2 separate regions of the Pogona vitticeps genome follow, and region 1 is linked to region 2. The links are chromatin contacts, called in public Hi-C maps. All regions are on one chromosome and are shown on one strand. The core of a region is the stretch at or near the end of the contact, and the rest is flanking DNA. Distances in the headings are between cores, read along the strand shown. Region 1 holds the start of PSMB4 (proteasome 20S subunit beta 4). Region 2 holds the start of C15H1orf56 (chromosome 15 C1orf56 homolog).

What was found. A called contact is a pair of places that touch in the nucleus more often than the background predicts.
Region 1: a Hi-C map of blood shows a contact between it and region 2, with 9 times the contacts expected there. The contact joins the promoter of PSMB4 here to the promoter of C15H1orf56 in region 2. A contact is called at or near these places in 2 of 2 Hi-C or Micro-C datasets (blood and muscle).

What each region holds. Positions count from the first base shown.
Region 1 is chr15:1,723,999-1,729,210 of PviZW2.1, forward strand. PSMB4 (proteasome 20S subunit beta 4) reads right to left here and starts at 2,341. Exons shown (of 7, transcript XM_020798173.3): 1 at 2,149-2,341; 2 at 1,465-1,671; 3 at 748-894; 4 at 178-259; 5 at 1-70. The coding sequence starts at 2,294. LOC110081472 (a long non-coding RNA gene) reads left to right here and starts at 2,470. Exons shown (of 3, transcript XR_012082095.2): 1 at 2,470-2,757; 2 at 3,662-3,760.
Region 2 is chr15:1,369,639-1,374,835 of PviZW2.1, forward strand. C15H1orf56 (chromosome 15 C1orf56 homolog) reads right to left here and starts at 2,425. Exons shown (of 2, transcript XM_020798245.3): 1 at 1,226-2,425; 2 at 1-122. The coding sequence starts at 1,912. The coding sequence ends at 87.

The DNA.
Region 1 (5,212 bases), core at 1,091-3,590, 350 kb after region 2:
GCTCTATGAGGGTGCGGGCCTCTTGCCGGGAGAGCACAGGCTGCGTTTCCAGGGCGTTGCGCATCAGGGGCTGCAGGGGGAGAGTGAGAGCTCGGCTGCAGAACCAGAGACAAGACCGCAAGATGTCCGGGAGACACCCCCCCCCCAAGAACATGGGTGCCGAATTCAGCCACTCACCTGCGCCACGTAGGAGCCGTATCCGGTGGCGAGCGAAGGAGCTTCGTAAGCCACCCCAAGCATGTCCACGTAACCTAGGAAACTTGAGAAAGAGGACAGGGCTTGGTGAATCCTGTGGGGAGCAGAAGTATTTCCTCGCTTTCTCCGCCAGCCTTCAGCCGCTAAGTGTTGTGTTCCTCTACTGATGCCCTAAACGCCCCTCCACAGAACTCTGAAGGCAACATAACTCGTGTGTCGATCAATGATATGTTCTGTTAGGAACAACGCTTTTTTACTCTTCCGCTTCCTCCAGGAACGCCCGAGGTCTAGCACCATGAGATTCAAAGGTCCTCCCATGCCAAAGCAGCCACCGTTTTCCTAACCGAAGCAGCAGGAACTTGTACTGGAATTTACCAAACTGGAAATAACCAGCAACCAGTGAGGTATCCCAGCTGCCCACTAACAATAACATCTGAAAACGAGCAAGCTCTCCCAGGTATTGGCCTGACCCTGGCTAATAACCAGTTGTGGCTTTGCTGGGAACGAAGATACTTCTGCACCGACAGCTTCTGGGCCAGGAGCCCTCCTCACCTTTCTCCGTTGGCGTAGCCGCCAATCACCACCGTGTTCCAGAGGGGGTTCATCTTCGAGCGGCGGTTGTACATGGCGCGGGTGAGCCAGGAGTGGATGGCTTTGGGGCTGTAACTGTGCCCGTCGCCCAGGAGCTCCTCGTCAATCCTGCGGGGGCCCCAGAAGGAACGTTAGCTTCCTCACCCAAGGCGCCATGACTGGCCGCAGCGTTCTGTGATGTTTAATAATCAGTGAACAAAGGTCCACAATGTGCAAGGGATTTGTACCTTCAGGACAGAACGAGCTGACTGCCCGGGGGGGCGAATAAAGGGGGGGGTACACAGGACCTGAGGAGGGATATGAAGGCCTAGAAAAAACTGAACGGCCTGACTTCCAAACCAGTAAAATGTGGGAAAGAGTTACCAATCCACCCTCCGCTGCACTTTTAATGCCTCTAGGCCTATACATACAGACCTAGAAAAGAGCAGAACTCCTACCACCCAGGACCACTGGCCATGCTGTTTGGGGCCAATGGGAGTTGTAGTCCCAATCATTCCGCAGGCAGCAATCTCTGAGAATTAAATTACTGATTTATTGGAGGAAGTCTACTGTATGGACTATAAGCCCCATCACTGCAGGGGCAGATGGGAACTGTAGTCGGAACACCTCAAGAAGGAAAGAAAGCGCTCCACGGCAGGAAGGTGGTGGCCGCCTGAATGACGGGGCAGAAAGACTTACACCATCTGCTCCACCACTTGCTTGAGGTACTGGAAGTCGGCGTAGTCGCCCGAGGCCCCCAGCACGGTGCTGTCGTTCACCTTCATGACACGGGAGATGTTGCGGAAGCGAGCCAGCGAGCCGTAGGAACCCAGCATGTCCGCCGCGATGATGACGCCGCCGTCAAACTTCAGCCCCAGGATGGAGGTGCCGGTCACCATGGGGCTCCTGGGGGTTAGGAGAGAAAGCACACAAGGGGGGGGGGGGAAGGGAAGGAAGGCAGAATCCGTCAGCCCCTTCCCTTCTGGGGGTGGCTTTCAGTTAAAAACCAGACACCCTGGGGGGGGTGCGCCTGTTGGAGTTGTTCTGATGCCCCCCAAACCTCAGACAAGCCCCCCTTGCCCCCCCCACCGCCTTCTGTCTCTGAATCCAGTCTGTACGTTCAGCCTGTCTAGCCGCGTGAGCAGGCCCTTCGGACTACAACTCCCAGGACCCCCCTCACAGGCCAAGGGGGATCATGGGAATTGTAGTCCCAAAGGACCTCTACAGCTAATTCTCTGCCCGGGGGGGGGGGAAAGAAGCGAGAGGGAGGGCCCCCCTCCCACTTCCTAGCCCCCCCAAGGCTCCCCCCCGCGGCGTGACGTCAGTCCCCCCCTCCTCCCACCCCCCTCAGAGGCCCAAGCGGGCTCCTCTCGCCTCCCTCACAGGGTCCGGGTGACTCCTCCGGCCGGCAGCCCGTATCCGCTGCCCGGGCAGGGCGGGGAGTAGAGCTCCCCCGGCGAGGGACCCCCGGCCCAAAACGGCGGCGGCAACAACGGCGGCAGCCCCTCCATCGGCGACGGAGCCTCCATCTTCCTCTCGAGCGCGCCGCTTAGTCACGAAGCAGGAAGACGCGACGCCTGGCTGCGCATGCGCGCCGCGAGGCGGTTTGAACCTCATGGCGACCCGTAGGAAGGGAAATCTCCCGCGGAAGGCGCCATGTTGTGTGTGGCAAAGGTGATATCCGGTTTATTTTCATCTCCCTTCTCCTGTGGAGGGGGCCGAGTGGATAAAGTGGCGGTGGATGGGTGGGGGAAACGAACTCCACTGCTCTGCGGGAAAAGAACTGTGCGGAGGAGGTGGAGCCGGGGAACAGGAAATGGTGGCGGCGCCATTTTGAGTGTGGCTGAGGGGGGACATCTCCGGGAGGACGCTTCCGGTCCAGCGACGGAACGTCCGCTTCCTCCGGAACTGCACGGAAGGAAATCGATGTGGAACGAACTGGATGGGATTTCAATATGGCGTTGGGGACCCGAAGCGCGCTTTCTGTGGGAGGTAAATTAATTGGAATGATTTATTAGAAGTTTTCCTTCTGTAATAATATTCAAAAAAAAGATAATAAGTGTAACACATGTTAGTAGAGAATATAAAACAATAGCCTTGAAACAGAAAAGGCAAGGAGACTCGAATGAAGAAATCAGTGGAGAGGTACGGAAGAGGATCTGGAGGAAAAGGATAATGAAAAATGGGTCAGTTTTTATAAAGTAATATGGAAACTGGATATATTGAATAGAGATCATCCGTATGTTCGAGATGTAAAAGAGAAAGGGGAACATACGATTATATATGGTGGGCAGGTGAAGAGAGACGGAAGGAATGGATGACTGTATTTAATGAGATTAAAGAAATTCTAGGGACAGACACACAAAGATGCCCAACGTTAGCATTATTAAATGTATTTGGAATCTGTCAGATAGGCAGAAGTGGAACTAATTGTTATGTTAATTGCAGCTAGATTGATATGTGTAAGGAACTGGAAAAATAGTAATTGATGTTGGAGGAATGTTGTAATGAGATATGGAATCTAGCTATTGATGGTAAAGTAGCTTTTGAACTGGAAGTTAGAAAAGGATTATTGAAAGAATATAGATATAATGGGATTTGGAACCCTTATCTAGAATATCTACTTACAAAACATAAAGGTTATACACCAACACAAAAATATTTTTGAAAAGAGATGGGGCATATAGTGGTGGGTTACACTGTATATTTGAGTTATGATTATATTTGTCATTTAACTTTTTATTATATTAAAATATAAATAATAATGATAATTATAATAAATAATAATAAAAATAAAAAAGAATTTTTCTTTTTATTTCCTGGCAGGGATTGCTGTGGTTCACAAACTCTTGGCCTGCGTAGACTCTTTTAACTTTTTCCCCATCTCTCTCTTCAGTTCCAAGTTCAGCCGAAAAGTGCAGTTTGTGGCTAGTCTTGATGAGCTGTCTGAGTGGATCCCCGTGGAGCAGGTGCACATCCCGGATTGTGTCTGCCAGTGAGTATTTGATGTGTTCTTTTTTGGGTCCCTCAAGAAGTGAGTCTGGGAGAAGGGCTATTATGGTCTTAATGGCATCATCTTAGCGATGTCACCATGTAGCCCTGGCCTTACCTGACAAGCCCCATGTCTAGATGGAGCTGCTAAAAAATAAGAATGATGATGTCATTAGGGGTCTGAACTGTGAGGTCACAGGGTATAAATGCTGAAATTGGCCCTTGAAGCTCAAAACATTCAAAAGAATTGTAGGGGGGGGTGGAATTTAAGGGCAGGATCCCTTCTTTTCCCTGCTATTCAGCCATCGTCCAGGGCATTCTCGGTGGGTGTAGAACATAACAATCCTTCAGGGCATCAGAGCATCGGGGAAGTGGAAGGGACGGAGTCTCCTGGGAGGGGACGTGGCTGGCTGGCTAGAAAAGAGCACGGGCTTCACACTTTGTTGAAGCAGGTTGGACTTGTGCTTTTAAGGGGAAGCTTCCCACCCAGCATGAAATAGAAATGCAAAAATAAGCAGTACTTTAATAGACCACTAAAAAAAATCAACATACTAATACTTAAGCTTTTGTGGATAAAAACACTTCATCAGGTTTCTACCAGTATGCAGAGCTTAAAGTCTGGAGGTTCATGGCAAGATGGATTTAGCCAGGCACCTCTCTCTTAGATGTAAGTCTAGAGTTGCAGTTGTGGGGTGAGTGTAAGAACTGAGTTCTCAAAACAAAGCATAGGCCATGTGTGTGCAGCTGTTTCTTTGAAACAGGCATGGAGAGAAAACCTGATGTTTCCATCCAGGAAGTAAAGCCATTTAGGATTTTCCTACACAGTTCACAGGCAAACTAACTCCTTTGGTCAGTGTTTTAATTTTCTTTTTACAGATTCAAACACACCCACCTATTTTTAAAAATGAAAAATGCTTCTGGTGAAAACTGTCCAGGGTCATGGGGAGGGGTTTCAAAATTGTCATTTGAAAGTCAGCTTTTAAGATGAAAACGAAGGAAAACAAAGCCTCCCCTTTGACCAGGACGATTTTGTTCAGTGGATGAATTTTAAAAAGAGAGGCTTCGGAGGCACATCTGCTAACTTGGAACTTTAGTGGAAACCACTCTGCATATGCCCAGAGACACTGTTGTTTGATATTGCTTTATATGCCTACGCTGATAAGGTGGGGCTTTCATAGAAACTGTTTGAAATGCAGCGGCTGTGTAAGAAAGAGAGTGAGTGAGTGAGTTACAGAGTCTGGAAATCCCAGAATCCCCTAGCCATACTGGCTGAGGGATGCTGGAAGTTATGTTTCCCAGAAGTATTTCTTACTTAGATCTGACACCAGCTGAAATTTTAAGGTTTTTTGGGAGGGTGGGACAGCATAAAGTTTATTAAATTTGTTGGCCATCTGGGAGTTGTAGTCCAAAAACAAATACAGTAAATTACTTTTTGAAGCCTAGGAGAATTGCTGTA
Region 2 (5,197 bases), core at 1,175-3,674:
GGGGAATTCTAAGAATAGTATTTCTTAGGAAGATCCATGACTTCACCAGCCTGGGGAGATCTTCGGAGATCTGTTGGGATTTCTTTTCACGCTGGGCGCTCTTTGTTGTTGTCTTTAGTTATCTAAAGTTTAAAAAAAGAGAGAGAGAGAAGAAAAGGTAAGGATCAGGGCCGGGGGGGGGTGTCTTCAGTGCGAAATGGGCAGGCGTTACGGGGAAATGGGTGACCGTCTCCTAAGGAACATCTCGAGGGGGAAAGAGGATCTTGGAGGCAACCAGGATCAGCAGGAGTTTCCTTGCATCTGCGGGAGAAAAGCTCAACCCTATCATGATGAGTAAGTCCAATCGTGATATTGGGGAACTTTGGCTCCTGAGGTAGATCTCTAGACCAGTGGTCTCCAACCTTGGGACTCCAGATGTTTGTGGACTACAACTCCCAGAAGTCTTCACCACCACCTCTGCTGGCCAAGATTTCTGGGAGGTGAAGTCCAAGAACATCTGGAGGCCCCAAGGTTGGAGACCACCTGCTCTAGACGGTTCTGTGGAAGGAAAGGGCGGCTCTGATCCAGCCGATGGGGTTCGTGGCCAAATTCCACTGAAAAGCCACCAGCCTTTGGGTTTTCTCTAGGGTTCGGGCCAGATCCAGGTCAAAGGCTGGAACCCAAAGGATGTAGTGAGTGAATTTAAAAATATGAAACCAACGCATGGGCTAAGTGGGGCCTCACTGTTTGGGAGCAGTCTATCTGTGAAACCTGGGGACGGGCATCCAAGAAGCCTCAAGTGGTCCGCTGTTGAAAACAGGAAGTTAGGACAGTTTGGGGGTGACAAAAATTGTGGTTTCCAACACATGATTATACCTCTGAAGGGGGGGGGGAGAGAAAGCACCACCCTGGGGTGACCTTGCTGACCCCTCTGCCTGCAAGGGCGTCTCAGGGGTTCAACTCCCCAGGAAGTGGGTCTGGTCAGGGGGGGAGGGCAGGTGAGCACCATCACCTTTCGCCTCCCTTGGGCCCCCCCTCCACACGGCGGCCTGCAGGCACTGATCTCCGTGCCTGTGAGAATAAAGGTAGAGTGCTCTTGGATATTCATCACGCTCCCCCAGAAGGGAGCAGCTTTCCTGGTTCAGCCTCCGACTCCCAGACCCAGAGGTCGCCGCCGTCCCCCAAAGGGTGAGGTTGGCCAGCCGTGCCCAGCAAGCGGTCTGCGGGCCCAGCAAGCGGCCCGTACCTTCTCGGCCGCCTGGGACGGGAAGGCCTCCCGGACGGTCTGCCAGAGCTTCTTGAGCCCCTGGTGGACGTGGGTCCAGAAGTGGCGCCGCAGGTGCTCGCGGTCCTGCCGGATGTCGTCCAGGGCGCAGAGGTAGTCGGGCCCCTTGGCGCAGGGGACGGCCGGCCGGTCGCACTCGCGGGCCGTGCGGTTGCAGGCCGGGCAGAGGGCGTAGCTGCAGACCTCGCGCTCCAGGCGCAGGACGTTGTACTGGACGGGGTCCAGGCGCACCCCGGGCACCGCGTAGGTGATGTTCCGCACCCGGGACATGCTCCCCGCCGGGCAGTTGCAGTGCCAGGGGCTCCACGGCTGCCAGCTGTAGCGGGAGTCGCCCACGATGACCACGGCCTCCTTCCCGGAGGACGTCCCTCCCGGGCCCGGGGTGACCACCACCACCTCCGAGGCCATGCCGTGCGCCGCCGTGGCCTCCACCTCGGCCGACTCCTCCTCGGCGGTGCTGGTGTAGCCGGCCGCCACCAGGGCTTTGGCCGCCAGGGGCACCTTGGCCACCAGGTCGGGCGGGGCCGAGACCTTGTTGTTGCCCGTGCCCTCAGCCCGGCCCCCACCGCCGCCACCGCCGTCCGGTGGCCAGGGGTTCCACAGCCACACCAGCAGCACCACCACCAAGGAGGCGCCCCCTAGCGCCATGAAAGGGGGGGAACTGCCAAGGGAGGGCCCGACGCCGGCGCAGCAGCACCACCACCACCACCCCGCGCGCCCTCCGCTCCGCCGGGGGGAAGGGGGCGTGGCCTGATCAGCTCCCGAGGGGGCGTGGCTTCGCTAGGCAACGGCGGGGGAAGAACAAAGGGGCGGTGGAACGTGGGCGGGGCCGCGGAAGGAAGCGGTGGAACGCCGAGGCGGGAACCGCGGGAAAGGGGGGGCACGTGTCTCCCCCGCCGGTAGGCAGCGAGCGCGCCGGGTCGCCTCCCCTCGGGCGGGTCTCCTCGGGAGGAGTCGTCGGGGCCCTCGGCGTGGCGCGGAAGTTGCTTCTCCCTGCCCTTGTGGGGGGGGGAGAGAAAGGGGTGTGTGGACCAGCTCGTGCGAACGGGGCCCTGACGCGTGTCTGGGGCTCTTGGGGGCGCTGGATCCTCCGTGAAGCTTCTCGGGGTCCGCTTTTCCTCTCCCCCCCCCCGCGTTTTCCCTGCGTCGGCTTTTAAAGAGAGAGCTTATATATTTTTTAAAATCTCCTGATTGCGAGCCGCCTTTCGGTCTCCCCGGGCGGCTTTCCTTTTCCCCTCCAGGCAGGCGCCTCCAAGGAGGGGTCCCGGGTGCGGGGGGGGAGGAGGAGGGGGGTCCCCCTCGCCCCCACCCTGGGCAGGTCTGTCTCTGTGTGTGTGTGGAGGGGGGTCCCCTTTTGTCCCCTCTTAAAAGAAAGGGAAAGGCCTCCCTTCTTCCCTTTGCTCTCCTCCTGGAGGTTGGATGATGCATCATCCTCACCATCACCCCCCCCGTTTCCCCGAAGGGCCCCCCCAAGAGAGAGAGCGAGGGAGCTGCCCCCCCTCCCTTCTTCCCTCGGTTTCCCTTCTCGGCGCCTCCCTGCCCGCCTTCCCGCCTCCTTTCTTGGCCTTTTCTTCGGCCTTTCCAGCGGCGCTTTCGGGAGCCCTTCTCGACCCGCCTCTTTTGTCTTCGCTCCGTTTCGACAACCCGCGTGTGTTCCACTTTTTTCCCCTCGGGGTCGTTCATTCAAAGTTAGGCGACGATGAGCCGAGAGAGGCCTCGTGTGTCCCCTTCAACCCCCCCTCCCGGTGGTCCCTCCGGGTTGCAATCCACACACCCCCGTTTAAAAGCCTGCTCACCAGTTCTTGTGGGGCTCATCCTTGCTGAGATGATTTTCCTTCACCCTTTTGTTAAGTCTAGTTTATTGTACCTGTGTCACATCGGGGTGTTTTCTATTTATAAATTACAGTATATCCTTGTAGAGTTGATGTGTCCCAATAATAAATTTTTTTCAATAAACACATTTGCTGCATAGAGATTTAATCCAGTGTATGTGGGGGGTGTACATATTGATTTGTTTTATTTTTACCTGGATAACACACAAACTTGGACCGAAATGCCTACTAAAAGCAGCCTGAGCAGCTGCTGACTGCAGCAGCTAGTCAAGAGGCTAGTCCTCATGACCCTTTAAACCCCCCTCCCCTGTTAAAAGCTGAACAGGAGGACTGCAGCTGCTTGTCCGCTTAGCCTGGTCATCAATACGGCAGGCCTTTCGGATTTTTTCCTTTTTCAATGATTTTCCAATTATTATTATTATTATTATTATTGTTGTTGTTGTTGTTGTTGTTACTGCAACTGCATGATGACGATGACGACCAGCGGGGCGTCCAGTAACTCCTGGATTTAGCCCCAGGGGCGAAGGGGCGGCTCTTCCCAGGGGCGAGTGCAAATGGGGGGGGGGAGGGGGAGGTTTGATGCATTTAATTGTCCCTTTAACGAGGAACGGCGTCGGAGCCTCAAAACCTGCAGGCATTCAGAGGCTGGCTCGGCCTTGGGGGGGGCTGGGGGGGTGAAGCGAAGTGTGGGGAGTTCCAGTGGGAGTCCGATTTAGTGGGGGGGGCTCGTTGTGGGAGAGCCGGAGACGCAACCCCCCGGGTCCTTCCCCTTTAAGCCCTATTACGTCACTTTTCTTTCTTTTTTTTTGACCATTGAGCGGGAGTTGGGCGTCTCAAATACGCCAGGAGCAGGGGCCACGCCCAGTGGCTGAGATGGCTCAGCGGGGAAAACGCTTGGTAATGTGATTTTGCGGTCCCGGTCGACCGCCAGTTCGAATCCCCGCCGGTGAGCCTGACCTGCTGCGCGTCGCTGGTTCTTTGTTTCTGGGCTTGGGTCCTGCCGCCTGTGCAACCTTGGGCAAGTTGCACAGTCCTCACTGGCCCCCCTTGGCAGGACCGTCAGTCAGGGCTAGGCAACTCACTCGTAGGTAGCGCAGGCAGGAGGACCCGAGCCCAGAAAAGAGAACCACATTTTGCAAAATGGCGGGCGGGCCCCGGGAAAAAAAATAAAAAAATCCTTTTTTTTCCTTAGGCGCCCAGCGGGGATTCGAACTCGCAGACCCCGAAGGGCCTGTTGCCTTTGCAGGCGCCTAACCCGCTGAGCCACCGCCACCTCTTGGCTCGAGGCCCTAATCTTGGTATATTTGACCTCTCTACCCCTAGAGGCCAAAGGCGAGAAAAGGAGCGGAGGGGATTCGAACCCCCAAACTAGGGCCTTCTAGGTCATTGAATTTACCTCTAGGCTACCCGTAAAACCGGAAGTGACGTTCGGAAATCTGCTATATGTCTCTATTATGGTAGGCTACGTGAAGGTAGCAGGGGACTCTCCACGGATTCGAACCTGTGTACTCCAGAACTGTGAAGGGGCGCTCTTACCCTCTAGGCCAAACTGAGAACCGGAAGTGACGCTCGGAAATCTACCCTATGTGTCGCCCTTAAGAAATATAGATTTTGACAGTGTCATTTTCCTGGATTTCGGTTTCCTTTTCTTGCCCTTCCACTTAAGGGGTTCCGGCTTCCCAATAAACTGGCGCCTCCTCGGTGAACGCCTAGAGAATCGCCCCCAAATCTCTCCGAAAATAGTTGGGGAACATTATTCCAACTTTTAAAAGCCTTATTTATATCTTTGGGGGGGGTTAAAAAGAATTACAAGTAGCGGCTTTCTCACGTGCACCCCCTAGGGGTTCTCGGCTCGGCGGGGATCGGGGCCCGGAAAGTCTTCGGCGCCAAGCGCGGCGCTCCCCCCCCCGCCCGCCTGTCCGCCCCCCCCCCCGCAATCCCGCCCATTTGGGAGCCCCGAAGCCCGTCCTTCCCGAACGGCGCCACGCGAGGGCGACAAAGAGCCAGAGACGCCGACGCCCCTGCCTTGCTGCCAGGGGTGCCTCCCGCCGGACGGCGCCTCTGAGCATGGGCAGAGTTCCTTACTCTCGGGAAGAGGCCG